Regions from separate parts of the Mus musculus genome. Here all the other regions are linked to region 2. Evidence: chromatin contacts called from public promoter capture Hi-C data. All regions are on one chromosome and are shown on one strand. Each heading gives the region's core, a stretch centred on a gene start, on an enhancer-like site or on the middle of the called end of the contact. The rest is flanking DNA. Distances are from core to core; before and after follow the strand shown.

Region 1 (3,589 bases), core at 1,054-3,553, 210 kb before region 2:
AAAGTCCATGCACATGAGAAGGAGAAGGAGCAAAACACACACCGCAAACTGAGCCTGGGAAGGACTGATTGTTCTAGTGCGCCAGGAAGAGCTGAAGTGCTAGAATGAAGTACACCCTATATAATAGATCACTTATTAAAAACTTCACTTGAAAGTGGTTGTATTTAGTAGCAGGCCCACAGACATATTTCAGTGATTAGAGCAAACTCAACCTCAAGTTTCTGCAAACCACTTCTAGGCCAGTGGATTCCCTTTTGTACCGTCTGGAAGATCTATCCTCCCTGAAACCTGAGTTATACTTTCCTCCTAGATCAATAATAGCTTCACTACACTGTCCTACCATATACTTCACAAAATATATTCATTAACTCAAGGAGTTAATTAATGAAGTCAATTAACATTAATTAACTAATTAATACAGGCAATAAACATTTATTGTCTAATATATGTTAGCATTTTTTCTAGGTACTAGATATTACAGAATAAAATTTATATCCCGAAGAGACTCACAATACACTGAATAAATGGATATTTAATACAAATAAATTCATATAATAAATATGTATAAGACACAAGAGTGGTATTAAGGACAGGTTGATCACTTTTCCCAGGTCTTAAAGGGTTTGTAATTGAGTTTAGAAGGCCGTCTAGGGTCAATCAGCCACTGTATTAGAGAGCTAATGAGACGCTCATGCCGTGGTAGCACAATCTGAACTTGATGCTTTGTATGTCTGTTAACATGGGGTAGGTGGAGTGACATTTCCCTGATGATCTGTCTCATTGCAGGCAGAGGCACGGACTAGATACTTCTCGGTCTTCTACCTCTCCATCAATGCAGGGAGCTTGATTTCTATGTTCATCACACCCATGCTAAGAGGTTAGGATTCTTTCTATGGGACTGCATGTGTAGGGCTTTATGCTGGCCAACCAAAAAGCCATTCACAGCTTCAGGTGGTCCAGCTTCTCCGTTCCTATGGGCTTATAAGTATGTGAGAAGTTGTTTTAGTTTCAACTGGTCTGATTTAAAAGAAGGGTTATGGGGGTAGATGATGGGAAGAAGAGAGGATAGCTATGCGTACACCAAGAGCCTGACCTTATAGAGTAAAATATGGCAGACTCGTGAGTCACAATCACTCTTCCCTTCCTGTTTTCCTCAGGGGATGTGAAGTGTTTTGGCGAAGACTGCTATGCATTGGCTTTTGGGATTCCAGGATTGCTCATGGTGCTGGCACTTGGTGAGTGGAGTGGAAAAGGATGTGAACAGCCGTTGATCCCTGCCACATAGAAGGCATCATGCAGGGACTCTACTCTTCCATGCACCCTTTCCACTAACCCTATCAGGCAAGCCTCATTGCAGTGGTTTCCCTTTGGGTTTGAAGATAAATTATGAATGGTGGTCAGAAATTAAATTTTTAACTTTTATTATCTGTGTGTCAGCATATATTTGTGTATCACATGTGTGCTTAGTGCCCACGGATGCCGGAAGAGGGCATCAGATCCTCTGGAACTGGAGTTACAGACAATTCTAAGCAACCATGTGGGTACTAGGAATCTATCCCAAGTCCTCTAAAAGAGCAACAGATATTCTTAACTTCTGCGCCTTCTCTCCAGTCCCATAAACCACTTTTTAAGTGCTATAGTCACATAGTTAATAAATTTCAAAGAAGCCTTTTAAAAAACAAGTTTTGGAGTACATGTAGGATTACCAATCAGGAGTTCGAGTGACTAAAGGTTTTAAATATCTCAGATGACTCTCCCCACCCCCCCATCCCTACCCCACCCCCACCCCTACCCCCACCCCCTTAACTGCCTCTGCCTCCTGTGTGCTGGGATTAAGTGTGTGTGCCACCAAGGCCTGGCACTCTTAAGTGGTTCTTATGTGTAGTCAGGATTGAAGCCCATTGCTTATTGCTGAAATATGCAAGGAAGGAACTAAGATAATTCAACCTCTGTCTCGATCTAGTTTGTGTTATCCAATACTTATTTTTCTGGTAAGTAGATGCTACTTTTGATTGCCTGGGCATTTCAAAGAAGCTTCCAGGTTTAGCCCCCCCCCCCCCATCTGCTCTGCAAAGCTTCCCAAGAATTTCCCATTGAACAAAGAGAATTAAAGAGGAGCTGGATTAGTCAGGAAGTAATGCAACCTGGATCAAGTGGCATTCTTTTAGCACTGAGAACCTTGTCCTGGAAAAGACGGGGGACATGTAGGCCTGTTAGTTTAGGCAAGTGCCCTAAGGGGAGGCTTGGGTGTGATTGTTTCTAGTCATTGACCTGGAAACGTGTCTCACTCTGAGCCTCTGGGTGACACCCCTCTGGACTATATCCAGTTCAAACACATAAAGAGCTCAACAGAGGAGAGGGAGCCCAGAGATTCAGTGTTTGGTCTGATTCTTTTCTACCAGAAAGGCTGAAAGTAATGCGGTTCCCAATTCCAAACAAATGTGTTCCGGGAGAGCCATGATCAAGGACTCTCTGCTTCCTTCTCCCTTCAGTGCTAAATATTTTCCACAAGCACTTTCTTGGTTTTTTTTTTTTTTTACACGTATTATTATCATGGCAGCTTCTCTATATCACTGCCCAGTAATAATATAAAAACAATTAGGTTTTTAATTAGATATTAAAACAATTAGGAAGCTCAAAAAAGACTTTGGAATTATAATGCTCAATAGGTGGTGTCTGTCCTCGTTAGTCAGCAGCTGAATTTTGTGGTGGTCATAATACTTCCTGTGTAATAGATTTTGTGCTAGGGATTGGAACCATATTGGTGATTTAGACAGTTATAAAGTTCATATCCTCAAAGAATTTATATAGCACTGAGAAAGCAATCCAGAAAAAAGCAAATAGGATTTGCCGTATAGAACCGTATAGAAGAGTCAATATCACAACCAGGGAAGTATAGAGAGAGCCATGGGGCTCATAGAAGGGCTTCTGACAAGCACTCTGGAGTGTGGGAAGCCGCCCCCACATTCGCCGTCACAAGATGGCGCTGACATCCTGTGTTCTAAGTTGGTAAACAAATAATCTGCGCATGAGCCAAGGGTATTTACGACCACTTGTACTCTGTTTTTCCCGTGAACGTCAGCTCGGCCATGGGCTGCAGCCAATCAGGGAGTGATGCGCCCTAGGCAATGGTTGTTCTCTTTAAAATAGAAGGGGTTTCGTTTTTCTCTCTCTCTTGCTTCTTGCTCTCTCTTGCTTCCCTCTCTTGCTTCTTGCTCTCTCTTGCTTCCCTCTCTTGCTTCTTACACTCTGGCCCGATAAAGATATAAGCAATAAAGCTTTGCCGTGGAAGATTCTGGTTGTTGTATTCTTCCTGGCCGGTCGTGAGAACGCGTCTAATAACAATTGGTGCCGAATTCCGGGACGAGAAAAAACTCCGGACTGGCGCAGGAGGGATACTTCATTTCAGAACCAGAACTGCGAATCAAGGTTATAAGGTTCCCGTAAAGCAGACTGTTGAGAAGGATTCAACTGCCGAATTCAGAACTCATCAGCTGGGGAACGACGGTGATAAAGGTTCCCGTAAAGCAGACTGTTAAGAAGGATTCAACTGTATGAATTCAGAACTTTTCAGCTGGGGAACGAGGTA
Region 2 (3,863 bases), core at 1,284-3,783:
AAGATTTCTAAATCCTGTCAAACGTTTCTTTGCAAAGAGTTACCTCGGGAAGCAACTGCAGGCACTCTGCTAACTATGCAATGATCACATTGTGATACTGCAGTTGCGGGCACTCAGATTTCTGGGAACTTTCCTTCCATCTTTGTCCTCAAAGGGAGCTAACATAAGTGACTCTAAAGTTCGTCTTTCTAGAGCCAGGCCCCTGGATAACTCTGCTGCCAAGACTGGGATTCTCCTGGCTGGCAGGAACTTAACGCCTCGCCCAACATAGTGTTATTGAGCAGCATCGGAAACATCTCAGGTGGTAGAGGCAGATAGATCTCTGTTAGTTCGAGGCCAGCCTGGTCTACAGAGCGGGTGAGTTCCAGGACAGCCAGGGAAACTCTGTCTCAGATAAACAAAACAAACAGAGAGAGAGAGAGAGAGAGAGAGAGAGAGAGAGAGAGAGAGACATGCGCATGCGCACACTCCTGTACACAGCAGCCCTTGTTAGACAATACCATTCACTATGGCTGCTTCAGCCATAGCTTCTGAATACTGGGCTCAGTGGAATGTAGGGCAGTGTTTTCCAAATTTCAAGTATCAGTAATCCTTTCCATAGGTCATTTCAATGACTCTCCTACTTATGTAAACTTAGCTCAAAATTACCACAAAAGAAATAGGATTGAAAAGTGAAGAAAAAGTGACGATATTAAATTCTACTTAGGAGCTGTTGCCTAGCAAAGGCTCTGAGGGAGAGTCAAGCTCTGTTGTTAAATCAAAAGATTAGCAAACCTTAGGGAGGTGTAAAGATAAATAGCACAAAAATCATCCTTCCTCCTTGACCTAATCCACAGGAACAGAATTAGAAAAGATGCAACTTCTTTGACTGGTAAGACACTGTTCTTAGAGTCAGGGTCCCACGCTACTCAAAACCAAGCCCTGTGGAGGATGCATATTCATGCACGCTGTTCAGGTGGCCACGCCCTTCACGTATTCAAGCTGACTGAGGGTAAGCCTCAACTCTACAGCTTCATAGCTCTTCCATCCTCCATACCGTCACCTCCACGGGCTCCAGTCTCCCATGTAAAATGGGCATAGCAATTGCTCCTGGGAGTGTCACTTAACCAAACCCCAATTCAAACATTATTGGAGAGAATTAATACAACCTGATCATCTTGGGGTCTCTCTCTCAGCCGCTGGGTTGAATTATGCTGTCTGGTCCAAGCAACCATATTGTTGAGATTCCATGGTTGATTTCTCCCTGTTGTGGTTAGGAAACACTATCTCATACCAAACATCATGGGTCCCTGCCTCTTACAATCTTCCTCCCCTCCCCGATCTTTCATAATTTCCCATGAGCCTTAGGTGCAGTTGTTTTATGGCAGGTGTATCAGTTAGGGTTCTCCATAGTCCCTTATTTTCTGTATTGTGTAATGAACAGTCTCTATCTGTTGGGAAAAAACTCCCTCCCCCCTTTATTTTTTAAAAAAGAACTACACTTATCTGTAGAAACATGTCTGCCATGATATGAGTTCCCCTCTCAAACCTAAGACTTCTCTAAGCACAAGTAGTTAGGTTTATGGTACCAGGCATGAACTCATCCCTATGGAGGGAGTCTTAGTTGATTAGACAATTGATGTTTATCCCCATGATAAAAGTACCATTATTGGACTACTATGGATGTCTGGCTGAAATACTCATTGTGGTTCATAGGAATAAACACTATCTGTTCTAAGAAGACTGGGAGGCACCGAAGTCTCCATGCTTGCATTGTAACGGTTGGGTAGGATTCCATTAAGCCACACTACCTTAAGTTCTTTAACCTATTTCCTATTGGCAGGTTCGGTGTTGTTCACTTGTTGCTTTTATTTTGGTGTGTGTGTGTGTGTGTGTGTGTGTGTGTGTGTGTGTACACATTCATGTGTGCTGGCCTTTCACCTTACTCCAGAACAATGTCTGTGGCTTTATAAACACGTTAGCGCCTTAAGGTCTCCCATTTTGATGTAGGAGTCCTGGGATTGCAGACACGCTATGCAGCAGGTTTCGTATGGATCCCAGGAGCTTGAACGTAGCTCTCCTCTGTGCTTGATGGGCATAGCTATAACGCCATTGTTTAAATATTATTATTTTATGTTGAAAATGAACCTGTTATATATATTTGCATCGCAACATTATTTTATTCTGGAAATTACTACAAAGTACTGCAAAAATTGTTTTGGCTGTTTCTATTTGTTTAGTTTGTGTTCGTGTGTTCGTGTGTTCGTGTGTGTGTGTGTGTGTGTGTGTGTGTGTGTGTGTGTGTGTTGGCTATCAAATTGCCTACACAAAGGAGTTGATAGGCTTTAGGGCTGAAAAGCAAATGCTGGGTTTCTACCAAATAAATTGATTTTTCCATTTCATTCAAGTATTATGATGAGTGGCCAGCGCTGAGCCAGAGCCTGAGCACAACTGTGAGCCAGGCTGGCCTCTCCTACCTTCAAGAAGCACACCCTGATGCTGGGGCAAAGCTTACCAGATCTCTGGGGTAGTGGAGGGAGGGGGCTGTTTGTGTACAGCCCGCTGAAGCAACGCTGGAGTCTAGCAGAACGCCTAAGAGTGTTTATTATACTGTGAGTTCTGGATCTTTACTAGGAAAAAAGTGCCCCATCCTCTGGCACAGTTGCCTTGTGATCCTCTTTCCATCTCCAGGGAGGAGCGGGAAGCGTGTGTGCTGCGGGGAAGGAGGGGGTTGTATCTTCCCAGACCAACAGCAGGAGCAGGATCGGAAGCCTGGGATGGCTAGAGCCTCATCGCAGACAGGAGGACTCCAGCGCTAGACCTCGGTCTCTCAGGTACCAAACCCGACAGGTGGCCTAGGGGGAGGGACGTCGCGCCCGCAGCGCCGGAGCGCACAGCTCAAAGGCTGACCTGAGAGATCGAGGGAGCCTGGGAGATTCCAGGCGGGCTAGGGCACGGACTGTAAGTGTATTTGGAGGGATTTGGGGGCCATAGACCCCAGGAAGCACGCAGGCGAGAGCAGGCAAGGGGCGGAGCCCCGAACCGGGCCACAGTGGCCGTCAGAGGGTCTGCTGGGAGGCAGTGGCTTGACCCAAGGCGAACAGGGAACTTTAGAGGGTAGCACGCTACTCAAACAACTTAACTTGACATCGCAAGCCCGGCAGACTGGTACTGCATCCTGAGCTCAGCATCCAGCTGGTCCTGGGGAAACAGGGCCAGCAGGTGTTCCTGTGGAAAGAGCCACGACAAGGACTCCAGGTAGGACTTGGGGACACCAGAAGTGCGGGCATAACGTACCCGAGTGGCAGAGGAGGCTTTGATGAGGTTTGGGGGCAGCGAACAGTAGCAGGTCAGACCTGGGAGCCCTGAACGCTGGGCTTCAGGGATAGCGGATCGGATGCCTACAAAGATGAATAGAGTTCACAGTAAAAAAAAAAAGTGGGGTGTGTCTTGTGCCTCCGGTTTATTTATCCCTGTGACAGTCAAAGAGAACTTTTCCCACTGACAAGGAGAGAGGTAGCTTTCTGGCGCGGGCGTGTGTGTGTGTGTGTGTGTGTGTGTGTGTGTGTGTGTGTGTGTGTGCGCGCGCGCGCTGCCCTACCAAAGTACTTGCCTCAGTGGCTCCAAATTAGGGTGTCTGGTCACCAGCCTCCATATTCCTTGGAGGTAAAAAAAAAAAAAAGTAAGTTGATGGAGTTATTGTTTTGATATTGTAGTTTTTGATTAACAACACACACGGTAAACTTGGAAATAACACCAATGCATATCTAGAGACCAGTTTCCTTTCTAACATGAGTTTACTCATTGTGCTTTCTCTCTTCAGTTCTGAGTCTTTTATCTCCCTCCTTCCTCTCTTTCTCAGTATTCTGAGAAAGAGGCATGCT
Region 3 (3,859 bases), core at 264-2,763, 160 kb before region 2:
AAGTACTGATGCTCGGGAAAATTTAGGAAGCCGTAGTCACTAGAAAGTGTTATGGATCTCAACTTCTGTCTAAGGAAACTGTGGGTTACCAAAAAGGCTTGAGAACCAGAGGACTGTGTTCAAACACGGGCTTCTTTTTCTATTGCTCTGTGCTTTGCCCTTGTTCTTCAACCTTTCTGAGCCTTGTGAGGACCAAATGAATCAGGACTGGCTCAGTGTCTAGAGCGTGTCTTGTACCCTTCCCTTAGATTCTAAGGCTTAGAAGGGCTGCATACTTTAACTGGAGGGAAATAAAGAAAAGGGAAAAAAAGTAACTTAGAGGAAAGTGGGGCTCAGATGTTGAGCCAAAAACTTGAAAATCATATATTTTTTTCTGCTAAAAAGAAGAGGCATACTTAGTCACTACATGAGAAAGGGGGGGAGAGAGGGGCAGGGGTACTGTAGACATGTATCCTCCAGTGTTTCCCCTTTAGAGTGCTAAATAATGACTGGCATCTTCAAGGTTCACAGCACTCTAAAGTTTTACTCATTAAGTGGGATGCCCAGGTCTGTTTTCATTAGTCTGATGAGCCTTCCCCGGCACACCAGGAAGCCCTCATCCTCTCACACAGCACAGTTGCTGCTCACTTAAACATTCACAACTCCTCTTGCCTGTTTCTAACTGGGCCTGTGAGAAAAAAGGTTGCCAAGTCAACATCCAGTCCTGCAGCTGAGACCGGAGGACCAGCTCCCCACCACGGGGTTGGGGGTGGGGTGCTTAGTCATTCTGAGCCTTAGTTCTTTACTGTCCTTACCAGCAGAGCCCTCCTGACCTGCCTCCAAGGGCAGAGAACATGGCTAAAGTCACACACGCTGGGGCAGAGAAGATCCAGTGCAAGCTCTGGGCCTCTTCTGTACCCTGCACTGACTAGGCCCTTTCATTCTAAGAAAAAGTAGTACCTCAGCCTGCCGGGACAGTTATGCAGGACTAGGAAAACCCTGCTGGGCCTGTGTCAGCTGAGGAGCCTCTCTGATCCTGCCCGACCCTCCACAGGATGCCCCAGGCTCACCAAGCGCCTCTCCACATTCCCTTTTTTCCTGTTGTTCTTGCCTGGAGTCACATCCAGTGAGCGGTAGCTGGGCGGCTTCTCCTCAGGCCAGTTTGGAGACTGTGAGCGGCGGCGGCGGTGATGGTGACGTCGCTGGGCACCCCAGTTCCTGGGCAGCGACTCTTTCTCCTCTTCAGAGCTCCAAGAGCTGGGGCCCGAGGGTAGAGGAGGCGAGTAGCTGCGATGCCTGCGTCTCTCACGTCTCTGGGCGCCTTCCCTGGGCTCTGGTCGTCTGGGGGGCCAAGGAGCCTCACTGGATGAGGGACATTCGCTCAGGCTGTCCCAGTCTGACCAAGGCATGGATGACTCGCTGGGCCTAGAGCGGTGGTGTCTCCCACTCCAATGGGGGTCCAGCTCCCCTCTCCCCGGGGCCCAGGGTCTCATCCCCTGGTCCTGGAGCTCTCGGAGGAAATCGGAGTGATGGCGCTGCCTCGGGCGCTCACTCAGATCGCAGTGTCTGGAAGAAACAGCATTGAGCCGCTGCTGGTGTGAGGGGTTGCTGGTCCTGGAGGACGGTGGGTCTCTGATTAGTGGGGGCAGGTGGATGACTCTGCGTTCCACAACCTCTGCGGAGCCCAGGGAGGAGAGCATGCTGCAAGGGTGGCCAGATTTGGCTCTGAGATCCGCAGGCAGAGGTTGGGCTGGGTTGAGGTTCCGCAATTCTTTCTCCAAATATTCCAGGACACCATTAGCCACCGGAGGGTGAGCAGCCATCTGGGTCATTGGCATCTGTGGAAGGCTGGACTGTAAGGACAGATCTGAATGGAAACAAGGATGGAGCACACTGAACTGCTGGTCCCAAATACCCTCCTAGGAACCAGGGCATCAAAATGTCACGTTAGTAAGCAGGATTGCACTCCCTCCCACCCTCCATCGAAAGACACCCGGTTAGTGCGCATGCTTCTTGGCAGACGGCACCTCTGCCCTCACCCTCTGCCCTCCCCGTCCCATGACTTTCTGGCAAAGTTTACCTCGCTGCAGCAGCGGGTTCATTGCATAAGATGAAACTTGGGAGCTCCTGTCCGCCCCCCAGTACAGGGGTTTTTCCATCATCTGAGGACCTAGGGCCTGAACCTGCTTCATGTAGCGGTGGCGGGCCAGGGCTGCAAGGGAAGAAGGAGAAACGCAGACCCTTAGCCAGCCGGAGTCCCACACCTCCTACTTGGTCTGTGCTTCCAGCTTCTCGCCTTGGAGCCCGTTCTTACCTATCTTGCAGGGAAACAAGAGTTTAGGGGCTGTATCTTTAGCAAGGAGCTGTGTTTCCTTGTTATAGACCCCATCTCTCACACCCCAGGAAAGTTTACTTTAAAACTTTAAAACAACAACAACATTCTAGCCTCAAAACATGTCCTCATGTTACTAGCTCTCCACATCACCCAAAGGGCATAGGCTGTCAATCAAACTTCAGGTCACACAGAAATACCCCACATAGTAAGGCTTAGAGGAGGCTATGAACCAGCCTGGCAGCTCTTGAGCCTGCAGGGCAAACTCAGGGCCATCTGTTCTGAGGGGATGAACACAACTGTGGTGTATCCCTTAAGCATGTTTCTAACTGGAATACCAGCCCCGGGTGGGGGAAAAACAAAACAAAACAAAACAAAACAAAAAAACAAAAAAACAAACCAACCAACCAACCAAACAAACAAAAAAACCTCATGGGACGAGGGCCAGAGACACACAAAGCTGAAGTGAGTTAAAGCGGATCCTTTCTATTCTTCTCCTTAACTAGCTGCTGGGGTTCCCCCCAGTTAGGGGTGGGCCAGGCAAATAACAGGGCAATACTCCCTTCCTGGGGGGACGGGCCAAAAAAGCAGCACAAAGGGTCTCTGCAATGTCATTTCAGTCCCCTAGGTGCAGCTGTGCTGAAGCACACAATCTGCAGAGAATGCAATTAAAATTTTGCTCTTGGTCCTGAGTTTCCATTTTGAAACTCAGGTGATTGTGGCTAAGTACCATTTGACTCCCAAAGACTCTGCCTAGCCACGAGTGGAGCAGATGCACACTGCTAAACACACTGTGACAGGCTTCCACCCCGGTAGTCTCACAGACATCAGGGTGTGCTGTAAAACGGCACGGCTCTGCCCAGAAGAATAGGGCAGAAGGCGCGTGTTCTGTACCCAGCTACATAGTGTCTGCTGAGGCCACTGAGGAGCTATCTTCGAACACAATAGGAAGTGGTTGCCACAGAGCCCCCAGAAGTGTCCGGAGCTCCAGCCCCGTTAATGAGTCACAGCCCTGCCAGGAAGAAATCAAATGCACTCAAAGTAGTTCCTAGAGCTGCCACATCTTAATACCAACCCACAGCACTCCAGTCTCAAAGGAGACAGGAGCAGGGGCCTATTAGCCCCTTCTACTGGCCACCATCAGCATAGCACGCTAATCCTTCTCACCCAGCTCTTCTCTGTGTTTTCAAACAGAATCTTACTCCATAGCCTAGGCTGGCATCAAACTTAAGGGTCTTCCTGCATCACCCACTGAGAACTAAGATTACAGGCAGGGGCCACCACGCCTGGCCTTGAGATGTCTTTTAATGTGAGGAATAGAAGAAGCTGAGAGCACAGAAGTTGTATTCCAACTCAACATCCCACAGTGAGTGCAGATGCCTCTTCTGTCAGCTTAGAGCCAGCTGCTTAAAGATTCAAGACAATTCTGAGAAATGAAGCCGCCAAGGTCAGACTTGCTTAAACCAAGGTTTTGAGGACCAGATGGGACTTCAACCATCCAGGCTACTCAAGCTGCGTGACTTGGAGTTTTCAGAGACTCCGGGCTAG

Evidence for each region. Promoter capture Hi-C pulls out the DNA fragments that hold promoters and counts their contacts.
Region 1: a promoter capture Hi-C map of embryonic stem cells shows a contact between it and region 2, with 5 times the contacts expected there. The contact joins the enhancer-like site here to the promoter of Casr in region 2. A contact is called at or near these places in 7 of 39 promoter capture datasets (the 3T3-L1 cell line, the SN4741 cell line, embryonic stem cells and 2 more), 2 of 115 datasets of contacts at active chromatin or transcription factors (forebrain and stem cell-derived neural progenitor cells) and 3 of 9 other capture datasets (adipose tissue, embryonic stem cells and liver).
Region 3: a promoter capture Hi-C map of stem cell-derived epiblast-like cells shows a contact between it and region 2, with 5 times the contacts expected there. The contact joins the enhancer-like site here to the promoter of Casr in region 2. A contact is called at or near these places in 16 of 39 promoter capture datasets (the 3T3-L1 cell line, 3T3-L1-derived adipocytes, the HPC-7 cell line and 9 more), 20 of 484 Hi-C or Micro-C datasets (all in embryonic stem cells), 13 of 115 datasets of contacts at active chromatin or transcription factors (CD8 T cells, bone marrow-derived dendritic cells, cardiomyocytes and 1 more) and 4 of 9 other capture datasets (adipose tissue, embryonic stem cells, liver and 1 more).

The regions. Positions count from the first base shown.
Region 1 is chr16:36,769,710-36,773,298 of GRCm38.p6, reverse strand. Slc15a2 (solute carrier family 15 (H+/peptide transporter), member 2) reads left to right here. Exons shown (of 22, transcript NM_021301.3): 6 at 787-877; 7 at 1,158-1,235. Among named protein-coding and RNA genes, the nearest start is that of Slc15a2, 13 kb to the left of the region's middle. Within about 2 kb of position 2,303, at least 44 of the 459 cell types and tissues checked have an H3K27ac peak or open chromatin away from gene starts, as enhancers often do. A contact at or near this core is called in embryonic stem cells, forebrain and stem cell-derived neural progenitor cells, where this site is marked.
Region 2 is chr16:36,560,804-36,564,666 of GRCm38.p6, reverse strand. Casr (calcium-sensing receptor) reads left to right here and starts at 2,533. Exons shown (of 7, transcript NM_013803.3): 1 at 2,533-2,813.
Region 3 is chr16:36,719,870-36,723,728 of GRCm38.p6, reverse strand. Ildr1 (immunoglobulin-like domain containing receptor 1) reads right to left here. Exons shown (of 8, transcript NM_001285788.1): 6 at 2,060-2,191; 7 at 1,050-1,846. Among named protein-coding and RNA genes, the nearest start is that of Ildr1, 28 kb to the right of the region's middle. Within about 2 kb of position 1,513, at least 20 of the 459 cell types and tissues checked have an H3K27ac peak or open chromatin away from gene starts, as enhancers often do. A contact at or near this core is called in embryonic stem cells and stem cell-derived epiblast-like cells, where this site is marked.